2 separate regions of the Zea mays genome follow, and region 1 is linked to region 2. A link is a contact called in public Hi-C data. All regions are on one chromosome and are shown on one strand. Each heading gives the region's core, a stretch centred on a gene start, on an enhancer-like site or on the middle of the called end of the contact. The rest is flanking DNA. Distances are from core to core; before and after follow the strand shown.

The links. Hi-C and Micro-C count contacts between places; a contact is called where the count stands out from the background.
Region 1: a Hi-C map of bundle sheath shows a contact between it and region 2, with 2.3 times the contacts expected there. The contact joins the promoter of LOC100282682 here to the promoter of LOC100037776 in region 2. A contact is called at or near these places in 2 of 25 Hi-C or Micro-C datasets (bundle sheath and leaf).

Annotation. Positions count from the first base shown.
Region 1 is chr2:177,929,433-177,936,354 of Zm-B73-REFERENCE-NAM-5.0, reverse strand. It overlaps LOC100282682 (myb family transcription factor-related protein), which reads right to left and starts at 3,355. Exons shown (of 6, transcript NM_001155589.1): 1 at 2,941-3,355; 2 at 1,868-1,944; 3 at 1,738-1,792. The coding sequence starts at 3,124.
Region 2 is chr2:177,768,736-177,775,970 of Zm-B73-REFERENCE-NAM-5.0, reverse strand. It overlaps LOC100037776 (plastid phosphate/phosphoenolpyruvate translocator 1), which reads left to right and starts at 4,146. Exons shown (of 9, transcript NM_001112482.1): 1 at 4,146-4,581; 2 at 5,877-5,999; 3 at 6,083-6,235; 4 at 6,338-6,423; 5 at 6,681-6,765; 6 at 6,914-7,033; 7 at 7,125-7,193. The coding sequence starts at 4,252.

The DNA.
Region 1 (6,922 bases), core at 2,106-4,605, 160 kb before region 2:
CCAGACACCTAGAAGACAAGCCTTTTACATCTCGACTTATCTTATTATTCCGAATCTGAATTTTTTTATCCCATAAGATAAGGCAGACACCCTCCGCGCATTGGACTTGCACGTGTGTAGCCACCTGGATCCCATGGACGCCATCTGGACGAAAGGGGAGCACATGGACGGGCACCTGGAGTAGGTCGCAACAATAACCAGCGGAGGCGCCCTCGTGGCGGCCGGTAGCGGAATGTGGTGGCGCTAAATAGTGTGCCCTTACCGATGACGAGGGAAGTGTCGTCCCTACCACCGCTGTCGTAGAGTTGAACTTTGTCGTCCGCGAGACACGTACCATGCTCGCACTTGGAGATAGCAGCCCGGTGCCGCTGTTGATGGCTGTCCGATAGGGCGAGGTCGCGCCCCCGTGTGCCGAGGTCAACCGTCACCAAGGCTGCCTTGAGCATCTGCCGGCGCATCCCCCGCACTCTCCGTCGTGCAAGGAAACCACGAGCAGCAGCTTGTATGCCCACAGCCGCTGACGTCTGGAGCCGTGCGGACAACGCCAGTTGTGCTGCTCATGTTGCACTGTTGCCTTGATTTACAGCAGCCCTTACTCAACCTTCTGGAGCATGGCTTGCATCTTTGCGAGATCAACCCTTATGTTGATCCACAAGTTCCCCATCGATGGAGCTGGTGATTGCTGGGCCGTGGCTGCCCCTAGTGGCATCGCCCATGGGGACGGAGACGCCGTCAACGAAGATGATGTGACGAAATTTGGCGTTGTCCCTGGGGATGGGCACGTCGGCGTCCAGGATGTGGTGAAAAAATTGACAGGCGATGCTGTCCATGGAGATAGGGACGCCGGTTGCCAGGATGGCGTGACGAAGGTGGCATGCGACGCAGCCCATGGCGATGGGGACGTCGGTTGCCAGGACGGCGTGACGAAGGTGACATGCGACGCAGTCCATGGAGATGGGGACGCCGGTTGCCAGGATGACGCCGCGAAATTGGCAACAGAAGCCATGGGATCAGATCGAAACCCAAGCTATCCTGTCCATCGATACTCCTCTCCAATCCCTCATCGATCTAGCGACCATAACATCCTCATTAGACTCATTCTGCATCCTCACTTCAAAGTCTGTTGATCAATAATAGACGACCATTTACAATTAGGGAAAGGCTACATTTCCCTTTACAAACTTACCACCGGTTTCCATCTTCCATAAAAAGACTACATACTATATGTACTCACACAAATGATATATTCATGTATCACTTCATGACTAGAAAAAAATGAGAAAGCTAACATAGAAAAACTATTAGCTAATCAGAATAATAATAAACATACAAACAAGGTACCACAAAAAATGAACTTTAACAACATAAAATATTTGAAGATAATACAAAAAGAATTGAATATTAACCGAACAAAATAAAAAAAACTCAACCTACGGGGGGTAAGACAGCCCCCGAGTATTGTATTAAGAAGAAGACCTTCTCACACAGGTCGAGAAAACCCCCGAATCCCTGCCCCACCCATACACATCGGCATCGAAGCCCATGTGAGGGGCCGAGCCTTAGACCTGTGCTTTAGCATGGGACAGACGAGGGGATTTTTTTAGCCACAGCCTGAAATTCGCTCCCACGGGGAGTCGAACCCAGGACCTGAGGAGTGCTACTCAGACCACATAACCAACTCAACTAGAGGCCCTTTCGCAACCGAATAAAATAGAAAGATTGATTAACACAACTTACCATCTTTAGATTGCTCTGATCCCTCCTTACCAGATTGTTTCCCTAATCTGTATTTCTGATCACATAAGAAAAACTTTTAGAATCAACTATTCTTTAGAGTTTTGCGAAACATGTGAGCACGCTGAAGTACCTGAAGATGGCTCTTCAAGTGAAAAAGAGTAAGACCCTTGACGCCCATTGTCCTTAAGATAGTTTTTGGTGTTGCTTCTGCATGATTATCTCATTCATTAAAAATATTTTCAAAACAAAGCAAACTAGAATTTAAATTAGTGTGTGCTTTCCTGGTTCATTGATAGCAAGTGACTAATAGCATACTACATGTAGAGTAACAATTCAACATTCAAATGGATCTAGTGACAGTTATGACTACTTTGCTGCCCCAGTTCACATAAAAAATCATGCTAAAACTCCAAAGCATACTTAGTTTTGAATGTTTGGCATGTATAGCTGGATTTACTGGCCATTTGATGCCAGAAATAAATCCATACAGAAATTAACAGAATCAAGTGCTAGCAACTTAAAATTTGAACAAGAAAAAACCATATGAAGCAGCAATATGCAAAAGTCATGTTTGCTTATGCTGATAAGTAGCTAACAGAAAACATGGCCACCTTTTTGCTAGCTGATCAAGTTCCAGTGATCAACATTAAGTTCAAAAATCTACAAAACAGAAATCCCTCCTCATAGTATTGCTATCAAGAATCAAACTTCATCAGTAGTTCAGTACAGGTCATACTTCAGCATAATATAAAGACCGGATGTGATCAACAAAAGGACCCATCTTTATTACATGCAGCAGAAATCCATGCCATACCTGTCAGCATGGTCCACAGCAAGAAAGCAGGAAAAATCATTCATGCACGCCCGCAATACCATCTTGTCTCGGGCACACTAGATCTGACCGCACATGCACAGTGCACTTGTCCAAACGAGAAACGGCTTGCGTTTAGCTCGAGCCTAAATTCCAGGATTTCTACACTAATGATCAGAACTTTCCCATAATTTCAGTGCATGCATCCCAATCCTGTGCATTCCCCGTTCCAGAACCTCGAGCGCGCCACGAAATCTCGCCTACCGAAGACCAAGGTGAGCACCATGAATGCACTAACCAGCAACCACGCATTGCTCTCCAATGCCAATAGCAAGGACCCGGACCACCAAAGAAGCCAGATTGGAGAGGAAGGAAGGAGGGGAGTAGCTCACTCTCGGGTCCGCCGAGCTGGGCCACGGCGTCGACGAAACGCTCGTGGAGGTCGGCCGTCCACCGCAGCCTGGGCTTGGGGTCCGCCGTCAGTACAAGGCTCGGCCCGCCGGGGCCGGAGCGTGTCGCCCCATCGCCGGGAACGGGGGCGTCAGGGCGGTGGTGGATCAGGCCAGGCGGGAACATCTCTTCCTCCTTCCGCTGCTCCTGCTAGCGCCCTCCGCAAGGATGGAGAGAGGACAGAGAGGGGCCTTCTCCTTCCCCCAAAAGCGAAGGATCCAATCCGAGAAAAAGTCCTTCCGCTTTCTCTCTCCCCTTTCTTGCTGGTTCTTGCTTCTGCCCTGCTGCTAGTGCCGCTTTCCACTGGCAGCGATTCTCAATCCTATCTCAGCTTCAGCAGTTCAGCCCTGGTCTCTTGGTGGCTGAAGCTGCAAGACTCGCATTACGTTATTGGCGGTAATGATATTTGTTAGTGCAGAGCGATGTCCTTTTCTGACACCGTCGATGGAAAATTACATCTGACTTAATAAATACTGTATCTGTTTAAGTCAGTAGAGACATCATTATCTCTGAGACAAATAACAACCACCTTTTAAAAAAAATCGTTTCTTTAATCTCGCTTGATTGGAGTAGAATGAAATCCTGAGTTGTTGGTGGCTGAACAATCATTGGGGCATTGAAATTTCATCACCCTTTTGCCTTTTTGTACTTGGGCTACCTTCTCACTACTCTCAGGGCGTGTTTGGTTACACCCCACTAAAATTTAGCCCCTGTCCCATCGAATGTTTGAACCTCCGTTCCGGGTATTAAATGTAGTCGGATTATAAAACTAATTTGTCAGCCAAAGATTAAAAGACGAGACGAATCTAGTCCAGTTGGTTGGGTCTATATTTCATACTCTTATTTAAAAGTCAAACGCTTGATAACCTGGGCTAAACTTTAGCAGGAGCAACCAAACACCCTCCCACTCTCCATCCCTCTGCTGTCTGTTCGGTGGGGGCCAAATTGGCAATTGGACTGAAGTATAGTAATTGATTAATCAGTTCTTGCTTGCAGAAAATATATAAAACGAGAGTGGGCGGCGGCACATGTGAGGGTGAGGCCTCAACCTGAACAGCGACTGATGGGTGCCTCCTCTCCAATTGTTTAGGGTTTTTCTTTCTGCTGCTCCTGTGTTTCTTGTTTACAAAATATTGTCTTTCACATGTTCATGTCCAGATCCAGACGTCATCACCCTTTCTGGACAAAGATATTACTCTTGTCTGGGCTGCTTCATTCCAAAAAAAAAATATTTGACGCCACATATTCCACCATACAATCTCTATCATAGAGTTGAAATAGAAAAAAATCTGTTTAACTTAGCATTTGACTTTAACTTATAAATAATAGATTTTTAGAGAAAATGTTTCTTATCCTTGTTTCCAAAACGATTGAAATTTACACAGCATGCGCGTACGACACTACATTGCAATTTTGCATCGCTCGCCGACGACCATGTTGTTAGGAAACGGCATTAAAAACAAAGTAAATCAATCAATAAATCATAGAGCACGACACGCGGATTTACATGTGATTACATTAGAAATTCTTTAATACGAAGGGAAACCACTGGAACCAGACAGTTAAAACATTCATTATATGTGGAATATTTATAGAACGTCGTCCGTAGATGACGGCTTACAAGAGGAGTAGATAATGGCGGCGCTGGGTTTCAGGCTCGGCCGCTCGGGGCGTTGGGATCCACCCTACTAAATTTCTCGTCACACTGGATGTTTGATGTTATTTAGAAATCTAATTATAATACTAGTTATATAGATAAGAGCTAAATAGCAAGACGAATCTATTAAACTTAATTAGTCCACAATTTGCACAAGTGATACTATAGTAAATATTTGATAATTATGGACTAATTATGTTTAATAAATTTGTCTCGTCATTTAGTTTTCATATGTGTAATTGATTTTATAATTAGACTATATTTAATACTAGTATTTGATATTTAAATATCTGATGTGATATGAACTAAACTTCAGTCAGGGAAACTAAACATCCCCTCAGTCTCACTAGGAGAGACCTAGCCTCGACGCATGCCGAGATGGCTAGGGACAAGGCAACGACGACATTGAGGACTGGGAGGAGGCAGCTAGTGGTGCACCCGATGGGGTAGGTTCCTCGCGTAGATGAGGACGACTTCTTGGAGTGACTTGTTTCGCTCGATGTCCCACGCATGACGTTGTGGTCGTGTTGTTCACCGATGATATAGATGGCCAAATAAACGCACAACACGGTAATGGCACTGACATTATAAAGCATGAGCCATGTTAGTAATCGTGTTGTGATGTGTCAGCATTAGTGACTAGTCATCGGTCCAGACACGACATTATAGTACCTAATCGTATCGTACTAGCACTATATAGCACTAGCACATGTTAGTCGTCGTGCCAGCACAAGCACTATTTTACTCTACGAGCCAAAAACATCTAGAACATCTCTAAGATTATATATATAATTGTCGGCGTTTCGACCTCGGGGGGTCCCTGGACCGACGAGTAAATTGTCGCTGCGTGTCCCAGCCCAGATGGGTCGGCGCGAGACGGGACACAAAAAGGGGAGAGAACAGTAAGGGGAACTCGCGGCCTTCGTGTTGTCCTGCGCCCAGGGCGGATAGATGCGCTTGCAGTAGGGGGTTACAAGCGTTCGTGTGGGAGAGAGAGAGAGAGAGAGCGAGAGCCTTATGCGTCGGCCCGTTCTCCCGCGCGGCCAACCTTCTCGTACGAGAGCCCTGGACCTTCCTTTTATAGGCGTAAGGAGAGGGTCCAGGTGTACAATAGGGGGTGTAGCAGTGTGCTAACGTGTCTAGCAGAGAGGAGCTAGAGCCCTAAGTACATGCCGTCGTGGCAGTCGAAGAGGTTTTGGCACCCTATTCATGTGATGTCGTGGTCGTCGGAGGAGAGTTGGAGCCCTGCGGAAGGACAGCTGTCGGGGCTGTCGAATCCTTGCTGACGTCTCCTTGCTTCCGTAAGGGGCTGAGAGCCGCCGTCGTCATGGAGCACGCGGGGCGCCATCATTATTTATTTACCGGGACGAGCCAGATGGGACGTCGGTCTTGTTCCCCGTAGCCTGAGCTAGCTAGGGGTAGGGTAATGATGGCCCCCCTGTGACGTGGTCGGTCCGAGCCCTAGGTCGGGCGAGGCGGAGGCTCCTCCGAGGTCGAGGTCGAGTCCGTCTTCTGAGGTCGAGGCTGAGTCCGAGCCCTAGGGTCGGGCGAGGCGGAGTCCGTCTTCTGAGATCGAGGTTGAGTCCGAGCCCTGGGTCGGGCAAGGCGAAGACCGTCTTCCGAGGCCGAGGCTGTGTCCGAGCCCTAGGGTCGGGCGAGGCGGAGTCCGTCGTCCAGCGTCGAGGTTGAGCCCGAGCCCTGGGGTCGGGCGAGGCGGAGCTTCCTATGGCGCCCGAGGCTGGACTTAGCTGCTGTCAGCCTCACTCTGTCGAGTGGCACAGCAGTCGGAGCGACGCAGGCGGCGCTGTTTTCTTGTCAGGTCGGTCAGTGGAGCGGCGAAGTGACTGCGGTCACTTCGGCTCTGTCGACTGAAGAGCGCGCGTCAGGATAAGGTGTCAGGCGATCCTTGCATTAAATGCTCCTGCGATACAGTCGGTTGGCATGGCGATCTAGCCAAGGTTGCTTCTCTGCGAAGACTGGGCCTCGGGCGAGCCGAAGGTGTGTCCGTTGCTTGAGGGGACCCTCGGGCGAGACGTGAATCCTCCGGGGTCGGCTGCCTTTGCCCGAGGCTGGGCTCGGGTGAGGCGAGATCGTGTCCCTTGAGTGGACTGAGCCTTGACCTTAATCGCGCCCATCAGGCCTTTGCAGCTTTGTGCTGATGGGGGTTACCAGCTGAGATTAGGAGTCTTGGGGGTACCCCTAATTATGGTCCCGACAATAATTTTAAAACATTAACATTTATAGCACTATAGAGTGGATTTATTATA
Region 2 (7,235 bases), core at 2,897-5,396:
TGGGGTCCATGGTATATATCTAAAGTTTGGATCTTTTAATGGTATAGATCCAATTGTTCCTATTTTTTAGGTGCATAGCTTGTTCTTCTCTTCTTCAGACAGTGGATTTAAAATGGGATATATACATGATACATACATCTAATCTAAGCTATGCTTGCTAGTTGGAATCAAACAGTGATCATGTTGTCAGTAAAAGTATTTTTTTAGGTGCATAGCTTGTTCTTCTCTTCTTCAGACAGTGGATTTAAAATGGGATACATACATGTCTAAGCTAAGAGATGAAATCTGATAAAAATGTTTCTTTCAGTAGTTTAATTGGCACCACAGAATCCTCAAACAACATTTCTCTGACCAACCAGATTTCATCAATCATATTATCCTACTAACAAACAAATGGCATAAAAAACTTGAAGGAGGCAGAGATGCAATAACCCATCTGAAAGAAGCAAGGGAAGGAAGAAAGGAAGGAATAAGTCCTGGACGCTTTGTCCCCTGCCTTCTTCCTCTCCACTTGACCAGGGAGAAAGCCAATGAACCATTCAGTTAGTAGCCTGGGCCTGGGGTTAAATCCATCCGCCCAACCCCACTGATCATGAAGCAACTACTTACTGAATGGCAGATCCTCATGCTTGCCTCTTCAGACACTTCTTGCGCTGTTTTGTTTGTTCTGCTGCCGACCAACTTTTGTGCTGCAGTTGACACACGAACCAAGGCCATGATAGAAGCAACACACAACTACACACGTACAGAGCAACAACTCATCTGAACCCATGATCCTTTTTTTGTGTTCTTCAGGTGAAAGCTCATCATTTTTTCTTGAACTGTCATCAAGTATAGTTTAACAAATACAACGAACAAATCTGTAGGAATTCTCTTTACAAGCTTTCAATTCCCCATTCATCCTCCCTCATAAACAACAGCCTCTTTCCCAATTCTACACCCCCCAAAAAACAAAACTTATTTGTACGAGAACTCTGTACCATGCCATGACCGTGCACTTACTGACTGACGGCGTCGCCACGACCAATGGTGGACCGGACACCAGATCCACGCTGTCTCGTCCTGCGCGCCAGGGTCACCCCGTGCGGATCCGCTTCTTGGGCGGCAGGGCGCGGAACACGGTGGTGAGGTCGCGCGACGGGGAAGAAGGCCCGGCGAGCCGGCGCCGCGGAGGAGGGCGGGGATGGCCTGCTGCGCTTGTTCTGCTGCGCGTTGCGGGAGGGGATTCGTGGCGGGAGGTTCGCAGCGGGCGGGTTTCGCCGGCCTGCTGCGCTTGTTGGCGGGGACGGCCTGCTGCGCTTGTTCTGCTGCGCGTTGTGGGTTGCGGGAGGGGATTCGCGTCCGGCGGGTTTCGCGGAGGGTCTCGGCGTATCGCGGCATACGTGCGGGCGGTTCGCGGCAGGCGGGGCAGTTCGCGGCGTAAGGTTCGCGGCGGGCGGATTGATCGGGCGGTCGGTTGTTTGGCGGGGGCAGTCTACACTAACATCTTAATAGTTAGTATATAATCATTTTCAACTATTCTTTCTAAGTTATTCAATCAAAGTCAACATCCACTACTTGACGATCTATCATTTTTACCGTAAATTATAAGAATCCTCTTCAACGGTCATATCTATATTTCCCCTATATTCTACTATTCAGCCGCGTCACCGATCTCTCTTCTTTATATATCCATCCTCTACAACGGGTTTCCCTAATTTTTCTCTTATACCAACAATAAAATAATATGTTCTATACATATTCATCATACATTAACAATTTTTCTTCTAATAACAACCACTTGTGTGCACGAAAACTGAAACAAAGAGGAGAGAGCTGCACCCTTAATCTAGTGTATCATTGTACTGTCTGCTACCACTGTACTCTCTATGGTGTCCTATTAATTGTCGTTTAGGACAGCGACATGGTCTCCAAAATATAATTTTGATCAATATTTTTTATTAAAACACAAATAAACTCTTATAATATTTATACTTTTATAAAAGTACTTTTAAGACATATCATTATATATAAACATTAGGTTTTAATACTAAATAATAAAACAATTATTTATAGTAAAAAATTTATAAGTTTGACTTAAATCTTGTCTAAAACAATAACTAATAGTACACCGAATGGAGTGCACCATTTATCAACCACATTGAATCTAATGATTCGTTTTTGCTATGTCCCCTCCGCGGCCGACGGTACTGACCTGATCCTGCTTGGAATGGTGCTAGACTAGAGATGGCAATAGGGACCTGACCCTGATTCCCTGCGGGAAATTCCTCCATTAGGGCATGTGGATGTGGAAGAAACTTTCCCTGCGGGATATAAATGGGGAAATTTTATCCCCCGACGGGTAAACGGGGATGGGGACGAGGAAGCATTCCCCATCCCTGTTCCCCGCGGGGACCCGTTAAACTTACATGTGACTATGTTTGTGTACCAGTTAACAGTAAAAATAAATAATTACCTTGTCAATAGACCACTAATTGTACAAATGTGTTCATTTTGATGTATGCATAATGATTTATTAATCTGACAATATGTATAAGTGACAATGTTTATCATTAATAACAAAGAATGTATGTCTTAATTATAATTTAAACGGGGATGAGAATCCCCGGTAGAGATTTATCCCTGCGGGGAACGGAGATGTGGAAAAAATGTTTCCCACAAGTGTTCATGAAGATCCCTGCGGAGAAATTTTTTCGTCATAAGGACAGAAATGGGGAGCTATTCCCAGACGGTTGCCATCCCTATGCTAGACTGCTAGTGATGGTCGCATGTCACGGTCGCGACCTTTCGGCCATCTCAACGATCCAACCATTCTTCTCACGTTTCTTTCTTTATCTACATTTTTCTATTATATTTTATTATATCATCAATCGTTCATCATATTCAACGTCCCTATATATTATAATTCAGTTATTTAATATTTTTTCATTAGCTTTTAAGTTAAAAAATCCATAGACTATTTGTACTACCATAATATATATTGCTTTCGGATTATGATACTTCAAAGAGATTAATATCATGGCAACTACTGCTATGCAAGCAGTTCTTCTGTGCAAGCGTGCAAGTAAGCTATCTGATCCATTAGATCGTGATCCAACCATAGGTTACATTTAACACTTAAACCCTTCCACCTCTAGCTCAATAATCTTTATAAAAAACCCTAACAAATCATGGTTGTATCTGTGGTTGGATCGTAATCTAATGGATCAGATGATTTGCTTGCACACTTGCACAGAAGTACTGCTTGCATAACAGTCGTTGCCTAATATCATAAAGAAATAAAGTAATTAAAGTGTGGGAGAGAGATTATAAGACTGTCTCTAGTGTAAAATAGGGAATACTAAACTATCGATAATATTGTCTGACACTATTGACAGAGTAAAGTTTGAAATAGAGGATGAAATAGAAGATTTGCTGGAGATGGTCTAGCCCGTCTCATATATGAGGAAGTTTCTTCTCTCCCCTATATGTGATGTGGGGAGGTGTTGGAGCTCTTTCTCCCCATATGTGATGCAGGGTGAGATTAGAGCATCTCCAACCATGAGACTTATAAAATATTCTATAATTTAAAAACAAGTATATTTTGTAGGATTTAAAATACTAATAAAATATTTTTTCTATAACAGTAAAATTTTAAATATAGATTATAAGGTAGCCTATTATGTTGTAGTATATTTGAGATATTTGAGAGGGTGCAATATAATTTTTTAACTAAATTTTATAAAATAAAACATTGTTGAGTAGTTTTTTCATATTTTAATTTGAGCGCCAGTTTAAGCCATTAGAGCTGGCATGGGCCTGGTCTCCGTTGCGGGGCCCTCGACTCCCTCCTTTCCTCGAGACCGTCGCATCGTACGCGCTCCGGTCCACCACCCGCCGCAGCAGGCAACAAAAAGCTAGCCACTGCTGGAGGCTGGAACTGGACGGATCACACGGAGGTGAATCCGACGCCGACCGGTGGGGCTCGCACGGCTTGTTTGGCAACGACAGCTGTTCGTTGCGCTCCATGTCGCGGCGACACGGCCCAAGCCCACGTCGGATCCATCCGCCCACTGCCAAACGGCCCCACAAGCTCAGCGCGGCGGCCTCGTCGCTGCATAAAGCCCCTACCTAACTCCAAATCTCGCCAGCGCCAGGCCTCGCCGAGCCGGTGGAAACCTCGTGATCTCCGCCGCCTCGAGCCCTCCGCGCGCCTCTTCCAGAGCACCATCCACTCTTCGGTGGCGAGGCCGCGGCTCCCCGAGACGGGCAATGCAGAGCGCGGCTGCCATCGGGCTCCTACGGCCATGTGCCGCGCGGCCGCTCGCCGCCTACACTAGCCCACGCCGCGGCGCCGGCGCGTGCAGCGGCGGCACCCAGCCGCTCATCACGCCCCGCGGCATCCGCCTCTCCGCCCGCCCCGGTCTCGTGCCGGCCTCGCCGCTGGAGGAGAAGGAGAACCGGAGATGCAGGGCCAGTATGCACGCGGCGGCGTCGGCCGGAGAGGAAGCTGGGGGAGGGCTCGCCAAGACGCTGCAGCTGGGGGCGCTTTTCGGGCTCTGGTACCTCTTCAACATCTACTTCAACATCTACAACAAGCAGGTGAGCTGACTGACGGGAAAAAAACACTGATGTCTCTCCCTGTCCCTCTGTTGTGTGTGTGTGTGATGCGCGGGCACTAGTGATTCGGTTCTGATCCACTAGAGCCAAGTGTGCAAATTGGTGAATCAAGTGCTCCTAATGATTATTTCGGTGTTGTGCATGCGTGCAAAGGACAGATCCTTCTATTAGTATGCAATTTCCTTACTCAAATCCGAGTCAAAGACAAACTTTTCACCTTTCATGCATGTCCTTGTTAGAAGCTGTCCTTCAATTGTTCATGTATTTTTTTTTTCAAAAATTTCTTTCTATGAGGCGGAGTGATTGTGTCAACACATACCTTTTTTTTTGTCCTTCTATGTTGAAACTGTCTTGCTGGAGCATCTTCCATCTGGAGTCTGGACACTTCCGTTAGGTTAAGTGAAGAGCCAGTTGGCCGTGGCCTTTTCTCTTGAGAAATTTATGAATCAGTTATAACAGATATTTGTTTTTATCCTCGTAATCTATTAAAACTAAATAAAGGCCATCTCACTTTCTGCGTGACTGCAAAAATATTCGCTCGAACCCATCATGATCTATATATATAACTGATACAAGCTCCGCATGCTACACAGAAAAAAACTTTTGCCTTTGTTTCTTTTTCTCCATTTTAGATCTGCCTCATACCACACATTTCTAGACAATTTTTTGCTTAACTTTGTAAGATACAACCAAGTCTAGGTAGTATCTACATTGTAGTTTTAATATTTACTAAATAACTACTAAATAACGATTATGATAAAGCTGATGCTTGTTTCGTATATCTGTAGATACCAAGTATATGCTACTTTTTTAAAGCTTTACAGGGCATCCATCTTTTTAAGGATCTGTATATGCACTGCAGACATCACCCATGTTGATGTGTTTTCAACTTTAAGTCATGATACATACTTTCATAGGTGTTCCATATCTGAGGCTAATTTTTTAGACAACCATATCTCCATAGTTTTAAGGGTTTTAAGTGTTTAACAGGCTGTATGCACAAGACAATCTTGCTTCTATATTTGCATTGTTTTGACATCCCACCTAGATAGCCCTTATGTTTTCTGGTGGCTATGTCAAGGCAATATATTACTGACAAATGCCCTTTTGCAACTAGCCTTAGAGAAATTTAAGTGTTGTATTGGTGATTGTAGTCTTTCTTTATTCATTAATGTAGATCATGTCACCTTTTAGTTAGTTTTCTGAGGAATACTTGATGATCAACAACAATTACCAGTAAATCATACAACTTTCTAAGCTGTACTTATGCTCTACAGGTTCTGAAGGTTTTGCCATACCCTATAAACATCACAACGGTGCAGTTTGCTGTTGGAAGTGCCATTGCTTTGTTCATGTGGATCACTGGTATCCATAAAAGGCCAAAGATTTCGGGTGCCCAGGTGAATATTTAGTTTTGCTGGGCAAACTTTCAGTATAAACACAGTGCATCAAAATTAATGTTGGTGCTGTTCTTGTTTCCCAGCTTTTCGCTATCCTTCCTCTAGCTATTGTCCATACCATGGGCAATCTTTTCACAAACATGAGCCTTGGAAAGGTTGCAGTGTCATTTACACATACTATAAAGGCCATGGAACCTTTCTTCTCAGTTCTCCTTTCAGCAATTTTCCTTGGGGAGGTAAGTTTCTGTTCAACTCTGAAGCCTAATAGTAACTACACAACTCTCTGCGATATGATAAAATCTTTCTTGCTTTCCTATGACAAATGAGTGATTTTGCAGTTGCCTACGCCATGGGTTGTGTTGTCTCTTCTTCCGATTGTTGGTGGTGTAGCTTTGGCATCCCTTACTGAGGCCTCCTTTAACTGGTATACAATACAGGCACCTTAGATTGAATACAAGCAAGGATGCTTGTTGTGCAAATTACATTTGTCTTTTTCTATTACTTTTTTTTTGTCTTTTGTTCCATTGCTTCATTCATCTCCATACGTCAAAATTTAGTTATACAATTGTTCCAGTGCTATTGTTTCTATGTGTGTGTGCGCGCTTACACCAATATGAAGTTAAAAGCAATGGCTTGTTACCCATTTTACACTCATGTGTAGCTTCGAAATTTTCAACACAGGGCTGGATTTTGGAGTGCAATGGCTTCAAATGTAACCTTCCAGTCAAGGAATGTGCTAAGCAAGAAACTTATGGTGAAGAAAGAGGTAACTGAATTACTATTAAATTTTCTTGGGTAATGAAAGCAATCAGCTAATTGATCTGTTTAGTCCCAGTTTTTAATAGGTATGTTCGTATATGCCTTCTATGTTGATTGTATGCCTAACCCTCTTTCTTTCCATCCCTTGTGACCAGGAATCTCTCGACAACATTAACCTATTCTCGATCATTACAGTCATGTCATTCTTCCTGTTGGCCCCAGTAACCTTACTTACAGAAGGTGTTAAAGTTAGTCCAGCAGTGTTGCAGTCTGCTGTGAGTATCCTGCTGCTTATTTATTCATGATAACTTACAGACTAGCTTGAGCATAATTCTATATCTATGAATATTATTATTTCTTGTGCAGGGTTTGAACTTGAAACAGGTATACACAAGGTCATTGATTGCTGCATTCTGCTTCCATGCATACCAACAGGTGGTGATCCATCTTGCTAATATTGGTGTATTTATCTATTCA